Regions from separate parts of the Sus scrofa genome. Here all the other regions are linked to region 1. Evidence: chromatin contacts called from public Hi-C, HiChIP or PLAC-seq and promoter capture Hi-C data. All regions are on one chromosome and are shown on one strand. Each heading gives the region's core, a stretch centred on a gene start, on an enhancer-like site or on the middle of the called end of the contact. The rest is flanking DNA. Distances are from core to core; before and after follow the strand shown.

Evidence for each region. Promoter capture Hi-C pulls out the DNA fragments that hold promoters and counts their contacts. Hi-C and Micro-C count contacts between places; a contact is called where the count stands out from the background. HiChIP or PLAC-seq counts read pairs in DNA pulled down with a chosen protein or histone mark.
Region 2: an H3K27ac HiChIP or PLAC-seq map of skeletal muscle shows a contact between it and region 1, with 4 times the contacts expected there. The contact joins the promoter of GAPVD1 here to the promoter of GOLGA1 in region 1. A contact is called at or near these places in 1 of 5 promoter capture datasets (liver) and 2 of 2 datasets of contacts at active chromatin or transcription factors (alveolar macrophages and skeletal muscle).
Region 3: a promoter capture Hi-C map of fetal liver shows a contact between it and region 1, with 2.3 times the contacts expected there. The contact joins the promoter of PPP6C here to the promoter of GOLGA1 in region 1. A contact is called at or near these places in 2 of 5 promoter capture datasets (fetal liver and liver) and 1 of 2 datasets of contacts at active chromatin or transcription factors (alveolar macrophages).
Region 4: a Hi-C map of embryonic fibroblasts shows a contact between it and region 1, with 4 times the contacts expected there. The contact joins the promoter of SCAI here to the promoter of GOLGA1 in region 1. A contact is called at or near these places in 3 of 5 promoter capture datasets (fetal liver, fetal skeletal muscle and liver), 9 of 47 Hi-C or Micro-C datasets (alveolar macrophages, embryonic fibroblasts, fetal heart ventricle and 5 more) and 1 of 2 datasets of contacts at active chromatin or transcription factors (alveolar macrophages).
Region 5: a Hi-C map of retroperitoneal adipose tissue shows a contact between it and region 1, with 1.7 times the contacts expected there. The contact joins the promoter of OLFML2A here to the promoter of GOLGA1 in region 1. A contact is called at or near these places in 3 of 47 Hi-C or Micro-C datasets (heart right ventricle, liver and retroperitoneal adipose tissue) and 1 of 2 datasets of contacts at active chromatin or transcription factors (alveolar macrophages).

What each region holds. Positions count from the first base shown.
Region 1 is chr1:265,704,515-265,707,246 of Sscrofa11.1, reverse strand. GOLGA1 (golgin subfamily A member 1) reads left to right here and starts at 1,340. Exons shown (of 23, transcript XM_005654558.3): 1 at 1,340-1,493; 2 at 2,289-2,338.
Region 2 is chr1:265,946,688-265,949,419 of Sscrofa11.1, reverse strand. It overlaps GAPVD1 (GTPase-activating protein and VPS9 domain-containing protein 1), which reads right to left and starts at 1,352. Exons shown (of 29, transcript XM_021068637.1): 1 at 1,194-1,352.
Region 3 is chr1:265,896,837-265,899,568 of Sscrofa11.1, reverse strand. PPP6C (protein phosphatase 6 catalytic subunit) reads left to right here and starts at 1,423. Exons shown (of 7, transcript NM_001244404.1): 1 at 1,423-1,595. The coding sequence starts at 1,521. It also overlaps a transcript of RABEPK not described here.
Region 4 is chr1:265,865,696-265,868,427 of Sscrofa11.1, reverse strand. It overlaps SCAI (protein SCAI), which reads left to right and starts at 1,329. Exons shown (of 18, transcript XM_021068616.1): 1 at 1,329-1,492; 2 at 2,211-2,255. The coding sequence starts at 1,440.
Region 5 is chr1:265,576,441-265,579,172 of Sscrofa11.1, reverse strand. OLFML2A (olfactomedin like 2A) reads right to left here and starts at 1,368. Exons shown (of 8, transcript NM_001258360.1): 1 at 1,264-1,368. The coding sequence starts at 1,368.

The sequences.
Region 1 (2,732 bases), core at 91-2,590:
GTATTGAAGACATTTTTGCATTGATAAATGTTCTCTAGGAATGTGATTACATTCATCAGGTGTGAACTCTTGTAAAAATAAATTTTGTATCTTGAATTCCCGTATATATTAAGTGTATCATCAATATAAAAATAAACATTATTTGCTTAAAGTTTTTGTACTTCTTCAGAATTGTTGACAATATAAATATTAAACTGATGGGGCTTACTTCTTTCAGATAATACCTTGGATACTTCAGTCTTGGGGTTGTGGATTCCATGCGCGTCTTTTAGTTTGTAAATTTCTTCTGGGTCCTAGTTACGGTCTTTTTCCCTGCCCTCCTCCTGGTGGTCATAACTGGCACAGGCGGGGTGAGGGATTGTTTCGGGGGATCGGGTGGAAGTTCCTAGCCCTCAGGCTGGTGGTGTTGGATTTGGGCAATAACACATGCAACTTCAACGTGGAATGGCCGGCTTGGTTGGCACCGAGCATTCCGGAGACTCGACGTAGGCTACCAATTTGTACCGTGATACAAGGCAGTTTTACCTCCCTGCATTTTCTTCATCTGTCAAAAGTTGGAGGCCCATTAGTGGACTGAGAAATGAATGTGATGGGCTACCGCCTGCGTGTTTTTCTAAAGAAATGCGATGTCTCACCGTGCACTATGTAATAAGGGTATGATTCTCCAAACTTCTTTCACTGATACGTTATATGTCCTGGATTGCAGTATAAAATGTATAACCTGAGAGTTCTCTTGTGGCGCCCAGCGGGTTAAGGACCCAGCGCTGTCACTGCTGTGGTGTGGGTTCGATCCCTGGCCCAAGAACCTGCACGTGCCAAAAAATTTTAAGAATTAAAAGCAAAATGTATAAACTACAGTACGTCACAGGCACAAAACACCGGTTACATGGCGCGAGTTCTCAGTAGTACTTTATGGAGTCACAGCTTCTTGCAAGTGGCGAGGTGACTGTGTAGGGTGCAGAGGGATTGGGATGCAGGGAGAGGAATAAAAATTCTGTGCTGGCCCAGCATCACCACGGCCGGTGGGTCTCCATGCGGTTCAGCACAGGCTGCCCCCCCCTCAACAACTGCCTTCTTTCTCTTTGGCAACAGGCTCCTCCCACTTCCCCGGCTCCGCATCGCCCCCTTTCGAGGGACAAGAAAAAAAAGGAAACACTTCGGCCGCTCAGTCCTCCTACGCGGTCAGGCAGCTAGCTGACGTGGCGAACCTGCCTGAGGGAGCGCCGGGTCCCGCGCCCTCAAGCGGCTCGGGGCAAACTGCCACCCCGAAGCTCAAGCAGCTGCCGCGAAGGCTGCGCTCAGGCGCATGCGCGCGGTGGGAGGGCTGCGCGCGGTGGGCCTGCCCCGCGCGCAGCCACTTCCGGCGCGCGGGTGGAAGTGAGGTTCCGGGTCGCTGCCGTGCTCGCCGGCCGGTCGTGGGGGCTGGTGACGGGGGCCGGCGTTCACTAGAGGGCCCGGAGGCGGGGCTCTGCCGGCTGCCCAGAGAGCGGCAGGTGCGCGGGCGGGGGCAGGAGATGCAAGCAGGCCCCTCATTCTCCTGCTTGCTTCCGTGCGCCCCCAGAGCGGCCCTGACTGGGTTACTCCTGACCCAAGCCGGGGGCAGTACTGGGGTGCCGAAAGGGCGAGGGTAGGGGCCGAAGCGGGCTCCCCGGCCTGGGAATTTGGAGCCTAGGGGTCCGGAATTCCCGCCTGCGCGACCTCGGGCAAATCACTCTTCCGTGATTCTGAGTTTCCCTGCTGTCAAATTGGAGAGACTTTGGGTCCCTCCCTTCTTTGACAGTCCACGTACAGGCGGGTCTGGAAGGAGCCTGAGTGAGTGAGTGGAAACTACCGTGGCAGATGGCTGGCCTTTGGGTCTTAGACAGCTGTCTCTTACCCAACTTAGCCGTCTCTTTTCTTGGCGACTTTCTTAGTTCGAGTCAAGGCTTTGGGTCTAGCCAGGTAACGACAGTCAGGATCTATTGAGAATTTATTACTGGCCATGGGTAACCTTAATCTCATTCGGATTGTTTTGCTCAGGGCTCCCGAGGCGAAGTGAATTTCGCCACTTACTACAGTGAGTTTCAGTTCTTTGGCCTGTCAATGAAGCTTTTAGGCAAATCACAAATGCAAAGACCAGGGAGAGGGAGAGGAGACCACTGAGGATTGCGACAGTGGCAGCTTTTTCTCTCCCCCTCACCTAAATCCTTCCTCCTTCCTCTTCCTCTACCCTCGCCTGACCCCTCCTCAACATTTTGGCCTTACACTTGAGGAAATATCCAATGCGGTTTATTTTTGTTTTCATGCAGGACAGAGAGCTTTGACCTCCAAGCTGTTTTAAGTCTAGTAGATAAGCCAGGTGAGTAGCTGGTTTTCAGTATTGAAGGTAAAAGTTTTTGAAGACTCGTAAAGACTTAAATGGATGCTCTGAAGTGGTAAGAAGTCATTGGTAGATTTTAGAGCAGTGCTTAGGTATCCTCCACAAAATATCAAAAGTTAAGGTTGGAGCCAGAATGTTAATGTAGCATACACGTTAGGAGGGAAAGATGTTTGAACCTCATGGTGAATATTATGTAAAACATTCTGAAGAAAAGAAACCTACTCGAGGTAATTTGAATCACCCTTAAAAGAGAACCACACAGCACTTCCAGGAAACATTTAAGGCTATCTGATACCTGTACAGTATAGTTGTGTGGCTTGCTTGTTTTGTTTTGTTTTTTTAGAAAAAAAGTTGTCAATTTTTTCTGGTGAAC
Region 2 (2,732 bases), core at 103-2,602, 240 kb before region 1:
TCTCTTTGGCAATCTGGTGAGGCCAATGGACCCCTTTTCAGATTGCTTTTAAATGCAAAATTAAGTAAATGCAACTACAAAAGAAATTAATTATACTGAACTATTAGCAAAACAATGAAAAACCCAAATACTGTGATGTATGCGCAGCTTTATTATCTCATTAAATAACAAGAACTAACAATGGGTCTAAAAATACCATAATTCAGAGAAATTATAAACATATATGATATTCTGAGATACCTGCAGCTGTAAACATGACACAAAAATATCTGCAAGAAAGTCACAGGCATTACTACAACTACTGTGATTTGTTGCCTATATTCCTAACTGAAGGAAATGACAATAGCTAAATAATAAAAATAAAGATGTAATTTTATTCCCTATTCTAGTTCAAGGACCCTCTGAATTCTATCCACCAATTGGTGAATCTCAGGTTGAAAATCATTTCTAGTTCAAAGCCTTGCTCAAACTGATTTCTGTCACAAAATTTAACATCAAAACATTGATTTCTCCTTTGACCAAGCTCTCATCTGAACATATCACCATGCCTCCTCGTTTGTGCAGATTTATACACACAACCCTGCTTATTTCTCTGATTTGCCTAACCAGCACCCTACTTAAATTTCGTCAGTCAGTAAAAGGCGAAGTGGAAGGAAAGGAGATGGGAGCAACCAACAGCTCCTCGTTACGGACCTCCAACAGGAAGTGGAAAGATGCCAAGTATGGAGTGTATGTTTACCGTAGGTGGACAGCCCCCCACGACTCGTCCCCTGAGTCCAGCCTGTCAAGAGTCTCCGAAGCAAGCCGTCTTCACCAGCGGCACTCAGGAGACATTCCACCTCCTCCCCGCCTCCCATACTCAGTTCTCTAGCTGCCAGGTCGCTCGCCTCTGGCCCTCACACGGAGCCGCCCGGCGGTCCTCCTGTCCCTTACCATCCCATCCCCCACGCGCCCCTCCCTCTCCTCCGCCCCAGGCTGTCCCGGCCCCGCGCGCCGCCACATCTCTCCCCTAGACCTACCCGTGTCCCCCCACCCCCATTCTCCCGACACTGGAGGGAAGGGCCCAGGGCCCAAGGGTCAGCGGGACCCGGCGGCCCGCCGTCAGGCGCAGACTGCGGCCCTAGGCCGGAGCAGCACGGCCGCCAGGCAAGGAGCTCGCACTCCGCACGGGGTGATCGGAGGCGTGCACTCACCCAGAAGATCGTGCAGAGAAAGGCACCGAGGTCTGCGCCGTCCTGCCACTCGGCCTCGGAACCGTCGCCCTCGCCGCGAACTGCCACCGCCGCTGCCGCCGCCGCCACTTGGCTTCCCTGCGTCCTGCGGCGGCGCTGCCGCCACGCCAAGGCGCGTGCGCTGCGCCGCGGGGACCCCTGGGACTGGTAGTTCGGGACCCGGCAGCCAGGGGTGCCTCTTCCGCTTTTTCCAGACAGTCGGCTGCGAGCTGGCGCTGTCTCGGTCGGCTGGGGTACCAAGCGACGGCTTCCGGAAAATTGTTCGTCACACGACGGACCTTGCTTCCGCATACGGTTCTGCTGGATGTGAAAAATTCGTCTGAGCAAGTATGTATAAAGTAAAACAATTTAGAGCATTTATGTTTTAAATAACAGCTGTCACTTGCCTAGAACGCATCATTCGAAACACACACACACACCCCTCCTTTTCCTTTCTGTTAAAAGGGTCATGAATTGCCTTTAGCGATATCTGAATTTTCACTTTTAAACCTGATTTCCCACTCCTTTTCTCAAATTTTACTGATTGTAATCTTGCCCATAGAGTTTTTTTAGGTCGATTGACAATTTATCTAAAACAAAATTGTTTGCAAAAAGCAATTCAGAGATATTCAAATATCAAGTTAACTGAGCTGAGCAGTCATAGAAACCTTACAGTTGGAAGACATTTGAAGGTCATTAGTCCAACACCCGCCGGGGCAGGAATTCCGTTTTGTACATTCCAAGACAGATGGTCATCCAACTTACATTTCAACAGGTCAGATTTCAAGGAGCTCACTTCCTTAAGTAAGGCAGCCTGCTCCATCGTTGGAGAGCTTTAAATGTTAGTAAGTTCTGCCTCCTGCTGAACCAAAATCTACTTCCCTTTTACTTCCTTCCACTGCTAGTGGTTATGCTGCCTGGAGCAATATAGAACATTTTCCACTTGACAGCCCGTACAAAAATTGAACACAAAGATTATATCCGCCAACGCTAGGCATCTCCAAGCAGTTTTCCAACAATTTCAAATGTGATTCAGCTCCCAGACTGCTTTCCATTTAGTCATCCTCCTTGATGTATTACCTTTAAAACTTGTCAAAATCTGCATCAGATTTATCACCTCATTTTATTACCACGAGAATGGTAATAAAATGGTTCAGCAGGTTAAGAAGCCCAGATAGTGTCTATGAGGATGCAGGTTTAATCCCTGGGCTTGCTTGGTGGTTTAAGGATCTGGCATTGCTGCCAGCTGCAGTACAGGTCGCAGATGCAGCTTGGATTTGGCATTGCTGTGGCTGTTGTGTGCTGGTGCTGCAGCTCCAATTTGACTCCTAGCACAGGAACTTCCATATTTTGCAAGTGTGACCATAAAAAGAAGAAAAAAAAAAAAAAAAGAACATTCTTTGGTAAGCTGGTCAGGTATAATTGCTGTCATATTGCCATTCACCTGATTCTAGAATCAATGCAGAAGTTCCCTGGTGGCACAGCAGGTTAAGGACCCAGTGTTGTCACTGTTATAGCTCT
Region 3 (2,732 bases), core at 174-2,673, 190 kb before region 1:
ACACAGGATCCGAGCCCCATCTGCAACCTACATCACAGCTCACGGCAATGCCGCATCTTTAACCCACTGAGCAAGGCCAGGGATTGAACCTGCAACATCATGTTCCTAGTTGGATTCGTTAACCACTGAGCCATGATGGGAACTCCTCATCCACCTCTTTATTGATTCTTAAATATGCATTGCTAGAACTCCCTTACTCGGCTTTTTTTTTTTTTTTCCCCAGCACCTACCACTTTCTAATATACTCTACGGTTATTTACTATAGTTATTATTTACTGTCTCCTTTACTAGAATATAGCTACAGTTAGAGGATAGGGATCTTTGTTTTGCCTGCTGAATACCCCAAGCATAACTGTACTTGGCATTTAGTTAAGTGTTCAATTAATAGCTGTTGAGTGGGAGTTCCTGTGTGGCTCAGCCTAGGGTAAGGAACTCAACTAGTATCCATGAGGATGCAGAATTGATCCCTGGCCTCGCTCAGTGGGTTAAGGATCTGGCATTGCCCTGAGCCCTGGTGTAGGTCGAAAATGTGGCTGGGATCCCAAGTGGCTGTGAGGTAGGCCGGCAGCTGCAGCTCTGATTTGACCCCTAGCCTGGCAACTTCCATATGCCAAAGGTGAGGCCCTAAAAAAAAAGAAAAAGAAAAAGAAAAAGAAAAAAAGCTGTTGAGTGAAGAAATGTTGAAAGTATACTAAGTGCCAGGCTCTGTTTTTGGTGCTGAGAGTACAACAACAACAAAAAACCTCTCAGCTCTCGTGGGACTGAAGTAGACTTAAACCAACCAGACCTATTCCAATCTTGGCTTCCCGACTATTCCCTATTGAGATCAGATTAAGAGTTACATAACCTCTCTGAGCCTTCCTTTCCTATCACTTGTTATGAGGATTACACGGAAAAACAGCATTTGTATAACGATTAGCATAAGAAGTGCTTAGTATTTGGTCCTTTTCTTTCCAGCCTGGAAAGTTGGTAACCTATCTGTCAAGGGTTCAGCCAAGGTTTTCACAGGGCCTTGGAAAGGTGCGAATAGGTTGCTACGATGGCCAGGCTTATCCAATTTTTAACTGAAGACATTCTGGTGAGAGAATGCTTAAGAAGGTCGGCGTGAGAAACTAGGGAATGGCTAGGTAGAGTCACCTACTTCGCTGTTTTGTACCGGAAAAGCCTCGCTGGGTTCCGCAGAGGTGAAAGTCCAGAGGAAGAAAAGAAAAAGAAGACTGTTTGGTACTTTGGAAAACTACAAATCCCAGCAACCCCCGCGGCAGACCACTAAGGGTCTCAGCCGGTCTTGCTCTATGCAAACTGGGGGCCTCTAAGGGCCCGCAACCTGGTTTTAGCCGGCGAGGGCGTGGGGCGTGCCAAGGCAGCGGGGAAAATCGGGTCAAACTTTACGCCGCTGCGCAGACGCCTCTCACAGGCCGGATGTGACGTAGGGAGGGTTCCGGCTTCGGCCTCCGCCGCTGCCGCAGCTAGTAAAGCCGCCGATATCGCCGCCGCTGTCGGGGCTTGTTATTTCTAAAATGGCGCCCCTGGACTTGGACAAGTATGTGGAGATAGCGCGTCTATGCAAGTACCTGCCCGAGAACGACCTGAAGGTGAGCCCGGCCGAGGCGGGAACGCTGCTTTCGGGGCTTGTCCCTTCCGGCAGTGGGGCGCCCGCCGGCCCGCCCTTCCTCTCTCCGCGGGACCCCCGGCGGGATCCTGTCCCGTCACGGTGGAAGGCCTAAAGCGGTGCAGAGGGACCCGGTCCGACTGGACGTCACGCGGGGAGAGGAGGGGAGCCCGAGTCTGCCGAATGCTGTCCCGGTTCCCTCCGCGGGGTTCCCGAGGGATGTGTCACGGCCTCTGCCCCAGAGTTGCCGCTCCTGGCCTTGGGGCTGCCCCAGGGCACCGAGCCCTAACAGCTTTGCTTGCAAGACCCCCTTTCCTTCAGCTCGACCCCCGGTCTTCCGGAGTCCGAGCCGGGCCCCCGCGGGGAGTGGCCTGGGTTCATTCCTCCAGGAGCGGGACGGGAACGCGGGGTGCCGGCGTCTGACAGGAGATGCCGCCGGCCGCCGGCACGCGGCCCCAGTGTGTTTCTTTCCCTGAGAAATGAGGGTGGGAAAGGGCTGATGGGGGTCCGAGCGGTTTGATGGTGATGCGAGAGGACGTCAAGTCGTCCCTCTTCCGGACCGCTCACTTCTCCCGGTTGCTTTTTAGGAGTGTTGGTCTTCTTTCGCTAATTACAATATGACCCTGTTTTCGAGTACACTGTTGAGCTAATTTATGTGCATAAAGTAGTGGGCTCTCGATAAATATACTTTTCTGTCCTTTAAGGTGTTTCCCCCAAGTCCCTTCTTAGCTCTTTTCGTTTTCTTGGTTTTTCAAAGGAGATGAGTCGTTCCTTGTACTGCCGAGTCCGGGTAACAATAAATGTGTGTTTGGGTAAAGAAATGAGTGGAAGAATAAAGAGAGATAAGTCTTTGGGATACTGCTTTTTAGACAGGTGTTGCAATGCGTTTGTTAAAACCAGTGCTCAAGCGTCTAGCAGTGTTTGAGCCATTAGTACTAGCGCATGTTTTATGTGTTAAGCTAACCTTGATTTGATGTGTGGAGCATGCACAAACTGTTGATACTTTTGAGTCCTTTTTATTCTTGAAGCTCTGGGTTTAACGTAATTTATTATTGTCCATTAACTTTTTTTCCCCTTAAGGAAGATATTACTGGTTTTTTCTTTTCCTCATAGATACTGG
Region 4 (2,732 bases), core at 80-2,579, 160 kb before region 1:
CTGTAATTTTAGGATTATGTAAAATATTGGGGAGCCAACAGATGTTCAACCTTTTTTTTCCCCCGTCAAAGCCATTTTAGAAGTCCTATTATAGTTTACTATTTCATAGAAGGAAGGTCAGTTTTAACATCAAAAGATGTAAAAAGAGCCATCGCAGAGGACATCCCTTTATACCAAATAAATTTGGCTTTATGAAAAGCAGTCTCATTTTTGCCATTTGTGAAGATCAGTAAGAGACTTGTCCCCAACTTTTTGGTGTGTACAACTCGAAGACGTCACATTTTTGACGTGTAAAAGTGTGTTCTAATAAAACATGAGCTTAAAAGAAAGTTTTATGCCTCCTTCCAGCTCCAAAAAGATACCAAAGATCTACAGAACAAAAATCCCAGGGGAATGCAGAAAGGCTGAAGGAGATTCCACTTTAGAGGAAGAATTTTGTACATATGTTAATCAGTTATGTCTTATTTTCAAGGGTGGCCTTGTTAAAGTAGAAAAAAGCTAACTGATGTATTATGTTTATGTGCTGGTAGTCTTGCAGGCTTAGGTCTGTCAACACTAAAAATGCAAGGGAATTTTAAAAAATTGATTAGCTGGAGTAGAAGTCACAATCTGCAGTATCATTGGACAGTTAGCAACACATTCTATTTCGGCCTCTGAAAACGGTACACATTGTTATTGCTAACTGCATCAATTCTGTTTGAAGGGTTGATTTTCCTTTCTTGGTAATTAAAAAAAAAATCTCTTGCTTTTTTGGACGCCTGCACCCATGCTTGTTATCTCTTATACAGAGAATTGAGCATTTAACCCACGCTTCATTTTGATAGATTTTTAAGTTTTCTTTCTGGATCCTCTAGGAAGGGTATGGTATCTGAGCTCTGACCATTTCACCATGATGTAGTCAGGAACTGGATACGAGATGGTTCAAAATGAAGCTCATTTTGGAGACTCACCTCATTGTCACACCTGCCAGAGGCGTTTGGGAAATTGCAGCGCTTGGCTGTTGGTCCTGGCCTGGTTGCAGTGGAGGGGGTGCCAGCAGGTGTGTGGGATGCAGGACTCTGAGCCAGGAAAACCTGCCCGCAGGTGTCTGGGCGCCGGAGATGCAGTTTCTACTTTAGGCCGCACGGTGGCGCTTAGGTCTCCCCGGCCCTGCTAGCAGTCTCTAAGGCACCTCCGCCGCCACCTGCAGTCTCAACCAAACTCTAGGCGGTGGGATGTGACAGCCCGAGCGTCCAATCGGCCGCCAGGCTCTCGGCCACACTACGGCTCTAGCCAGTGGGAGCCGAGGAGAGGCGCGGAGGAGGCGGGCCCCGCCGCAAGCCTGGCAGAGGCGCGAGGCCCTCCTCCCGCCTCTCCGCCTACTCCAGCCTCCGCCGCCTCAGCTACCCGAGCGAGCCCTGCGGCCGCCGGAGCAGCTCCCGCGGCGGAGCAGGAGCCGGATGGTCAGAGGAGCCCGGCAGCCCCAGCAGCCGCGGAGTCGCCTGGCCCCTAGGTGGGGCGGGGCTGGGAGGAGGTCGGGGTTGGGGATGCGGTGGGGGCGCGGGAGCGGGCCCAGGGGCAGCAGCTCGCGCCGTGAAGCGTTCGGGGCGCCGAGACTGGAGGGGCGGGGGGTTCAGGCTGCGGGGAATTCGGGAGAAGCTTCGGGGCGGCGGAACGACTGGGCGGCGATCGCATCTTCTAGGCCGGATGAGAGGGGCGTGTAAGGGAAGGGGCGCCGAGGGGTGAGACTGGGGGCGCTGGGCCGGGAGGGGCAGGGCGCGCGCAGCCGGCGGAGGGGCCATGGAATGCGGGGTGCGCGGGGCCTGGAGGGGCGGGGCTCGGAGGGGCAGTGCATGGTCGAGAGCGGGTGGGCACGGGAAAGGGGAAGCCCGAGGGGCTTGCGGGGGTGATGAGGCAGACAATGAGTGGGTGGTGGTGGATGGTTTTGGGGAGCTGGGCTGTGACGAATAGGATCTGAGGATGGAGTGAGAGACCAGGAGGCAAAGCAGGGTTTGGGCTAAACAGACGTTAGGGGAACAGTGTATCCCAGGATTGCTTGGTCTCGGTAAATAGGGGAAGCGGAGCATAAGGCATTTGTCAAGTCAGGTATGGGTTTAGCGAGCCTGTAGTTCTGGAGGGTGGTGCATTGAGTTCTTGACTGGCACAGTAGGGCCCGCAGATGTGTCCTGGTATGTTACTTTTAGTTACCATCTTCTCTGTTTGGTCTGTAGACTGACTGGCACAGTGGAGAAACCACCTCGAAAACGGAAAAGCAGGTAAGGCAAAATACCTTCCTAATTTTGCTCTGTGTTTTTCCATTTGCTTCGCTGCACCTATGCTATACTGCATAATTATACACTGTCAGTAGATGAAGTTTTTTATTTAGCTCCTTTCTTAATGAATATAACTCTCTGCAAGCTCTCTCTTTTGAGGACTTCAAAGTACTACCTGTACACTTTTTTTGGTATCCAAGACTATGTGGGGAAGAGATGTAGGTAATTGAGAAGACCTCGTGTTTTTTTCCCTTTAGCCATGACTTCAGCTTCTCCACCAGCTTTCATTAAAAAGCTCATGTTTATTAAACATCTGCTATGTGCCAGGTACGAAGTGTGGGTGCTTATTTGTATTCTGTAATCCTCGAAGCACCCCCTCAAGGAAGTATGTACAATTGTCACTGTTTTTTACAGAAGAGAGAACTGAGGCACAAGAGAGGTCAAGCATTTACCCAAGATCACACACACACATCTCATGAA
Region 5 (2,732 bases), core at 119-2,618, 130 kb after region 1:
TGCCTCCTTGTCTGTGAAACACAGGGTAAGGTCTACAGTTCACTTGTTTGCATACCAGGTCTGCCAGTGACCACTGCTCATATACCTACCATGCGGCTAGTGGCCTCTGCCCTTTACCTGCCTGTGCACAGGGCAGCCTCACCTTGTACCCAGGAAAGAGGTTTAGAAACATCCAGAGAAGTCATTCTTGTTCTCATGTTCTACCAGCAGGGCCCTACCTTCCTCCTGTCTCTCACTTTTCCCCAGTCGTGACCCACTCCTCACTGCGTCACTTCCAGAACATCCTTAAGGGGTCCCTGTTCTGACTGACCTAAGTTCTTCCCCTCTCTACTTTCTGGATCTCATTCCCTTTTGGGGTCTCTGTGGTAAGATTTCAAAATTACAGTATCATTTAGTGGGCACCTGCTATGTGCCAGAGGGGCGCTAAGGATTTTCCAGGCCTGATCTCACTAATCTAGGAATCGTCAACAGCAGGGAGTGAGAACTATGTTATTACTCCCATATTTATAGGTGGGGAAATTGGAAGCTCAGAGAGGTAAAGGCCCAAGGTCACCCAGCGGAGAGGTGAAGGTGAGATTTGAACCCAAATCTGCTTGACACCAGAGCAGATCTTTTTAGCCACAACTGAGAGCTGAGAACAGCTCAGTCGCTTCTGGAGACAAGGTGCATCAGATCCCTGGCAGGAACACAAGAAGTCAGGAGAGAGGCCAACCCAGCAGGGGTCACTGGGAAAGAACTCTGGGTCCCCAGCACGGCCTGAAAACCTTGGCCCAGGGCCTGCTGCAAACCTAGGATGGCTGGGTGCCAGTGACCCAGGGTCTGTCCCACGTAGGTGCGCGGCCTCTGGAAACTCGGAGCCAGGTCTCCAGGCTGCCCCTGCCCAACGCTCCTAGGAATTCCCTCCCTAGTCTGGGGGGGGGGGTGCATCTCCAGGTCTGTGCCCCCTCCAAGCTCCCAGCGCCCTTCTCACTGGCCTGGGGTTTCAGTGCTGACGTTCCCCGCATGGACTGGGTCCCAGCGCCCCTTCCTGAGGCTCCGGTTCCCAAGGACCCCTGCCATCTCCAGCGCTTCCTCCCCCACGCGCTCCTCTCCAGAAGCCCTAGCCCCTGCGGCCTCCCTGCGGCCTCTTCTAAGTCCCATCTCCGCTCTCCGGGTCCTCTGTTCCCGGCCCCGACACAGTGCTTGGCTCGTACCCCCAGCCACAGCGCCCCCTCGCGCCCAGTTCTCCGCGGAGCGGCGCCGGAGTCGGAGCGAAGCGCCTACCTTACTGTCGGCGCGCACCGGGCCGGCGCGCAGCAGCAGCAGAGGCAGCAAGAGCAGAGGCAGTGGCCCCGGTCCAGGCCGGAGCGGGACGGCGGCCGCGGTCATGGCGGGACGGGCACGGCGGGCACGAACAGCGGGCGCGGACACTGGGAAGCGCGGGCCGCACTGCGAGCTCTGTGCCGCCGGCAGCTCTACCCGCCCGGCGCGCCCCCAGTCCGCCCGCCGCTCCCCGCCCCGCGCCCCTGGGGGCGGAGCTAGGTTGGAGGGGGGCACCCCACCCCGCCCGACCCGGCTCGCTCTTAGCCGGGCCTCTTTGCCACTGGGCGGCTCTCCAAAGGGCATCCCCGCAAGGACACAAAAAAAGGTTCTTGTTCGGATCCCGCAGGAGCAGCGGGGGCAGTAAGAGCAGCACGGGCTCCCCACACCCACCGCAGTCCTGTCTGTGAGATGTGGGACCTTGGGCGAGTCTCTTCATCTCTTTGAACTTCAGTTTCCTTATCTGTAAAGCGGGGGAAAGTATGGTTTCCTTTTGGAGCTGGCTGTAAAATTCAGATGAGTGATGGGTAGGCGAGACTTTGAATCTCCAAATACCGCGGCCGTGCCAGCTCTACCCTTCTCACGGATCAGACCCTTGTCTCCTGCATGTTCCCGTTCTTCCTCCCTCTGAGATCCCTCCCATCAATCCCCAACTAAACTCCGGTAGCTCCAACCCTTTAAACACCCTCCGCATCCTCCTGAAGAAACGCCTCGTTTCTCCGCTTCCTAGGCAGCAAAAGTTTCCGGAGGAGCGGTCTGTGGCTGCCGCTCCTCAAATTCCCTGCCCTCCCCTCGCTCCAGGGACCTTCGGTCTCACTATGGAAATGCCTAGTTGGAGTCTCTGGGACCTCCTGTAACTGAAATCAAAGCGGCATCCCTCTACCCTCTCAGAATCGACAGCTCTTTAGCACACCCCCTTCTCCAACTCGCTCGATGCCTGCCCCCTTGTATCCATTTCAGACCCCTTGGCCACTTTTGCAGGTCCTGATACCAAGGCATGCCATTGCGGGGCGGGGGTGGGGTGGTCCCGCGCTTCTTCCCTCTCCACAAAGTCTCCATGGATTACTCCTCCCCTGAGCCCAGGAAGGCTCCTCCTGTGTGTGTTTTGGCTGTTCAGCCGCTCAAAAAGGAGCCCTCACGTGTGATCCTCAATTGTCGCCACCTTCCACTCCTACCCCATCCCTCCCCTCCAGCACTTCCCCTCACAAGGTCCCCCACCCTCTTCATTTTCCTCACAGAACTGGTCACTTTATGAACTATAGTGTTGGTGTTTCTTTGTGTCTATTCATGCCTTCCCTTGTGGGAGCGAAATAAGGCTACAAGGCTTTGTCCATGGGTGGCTAGCCCAGTGGGCTCAAAGTGTGGTCCCTGGACCAGCAGCCCCAGCATCACCTGGGAACTTGTTAGAAATGCAAATTATCAGGGCTCACCCC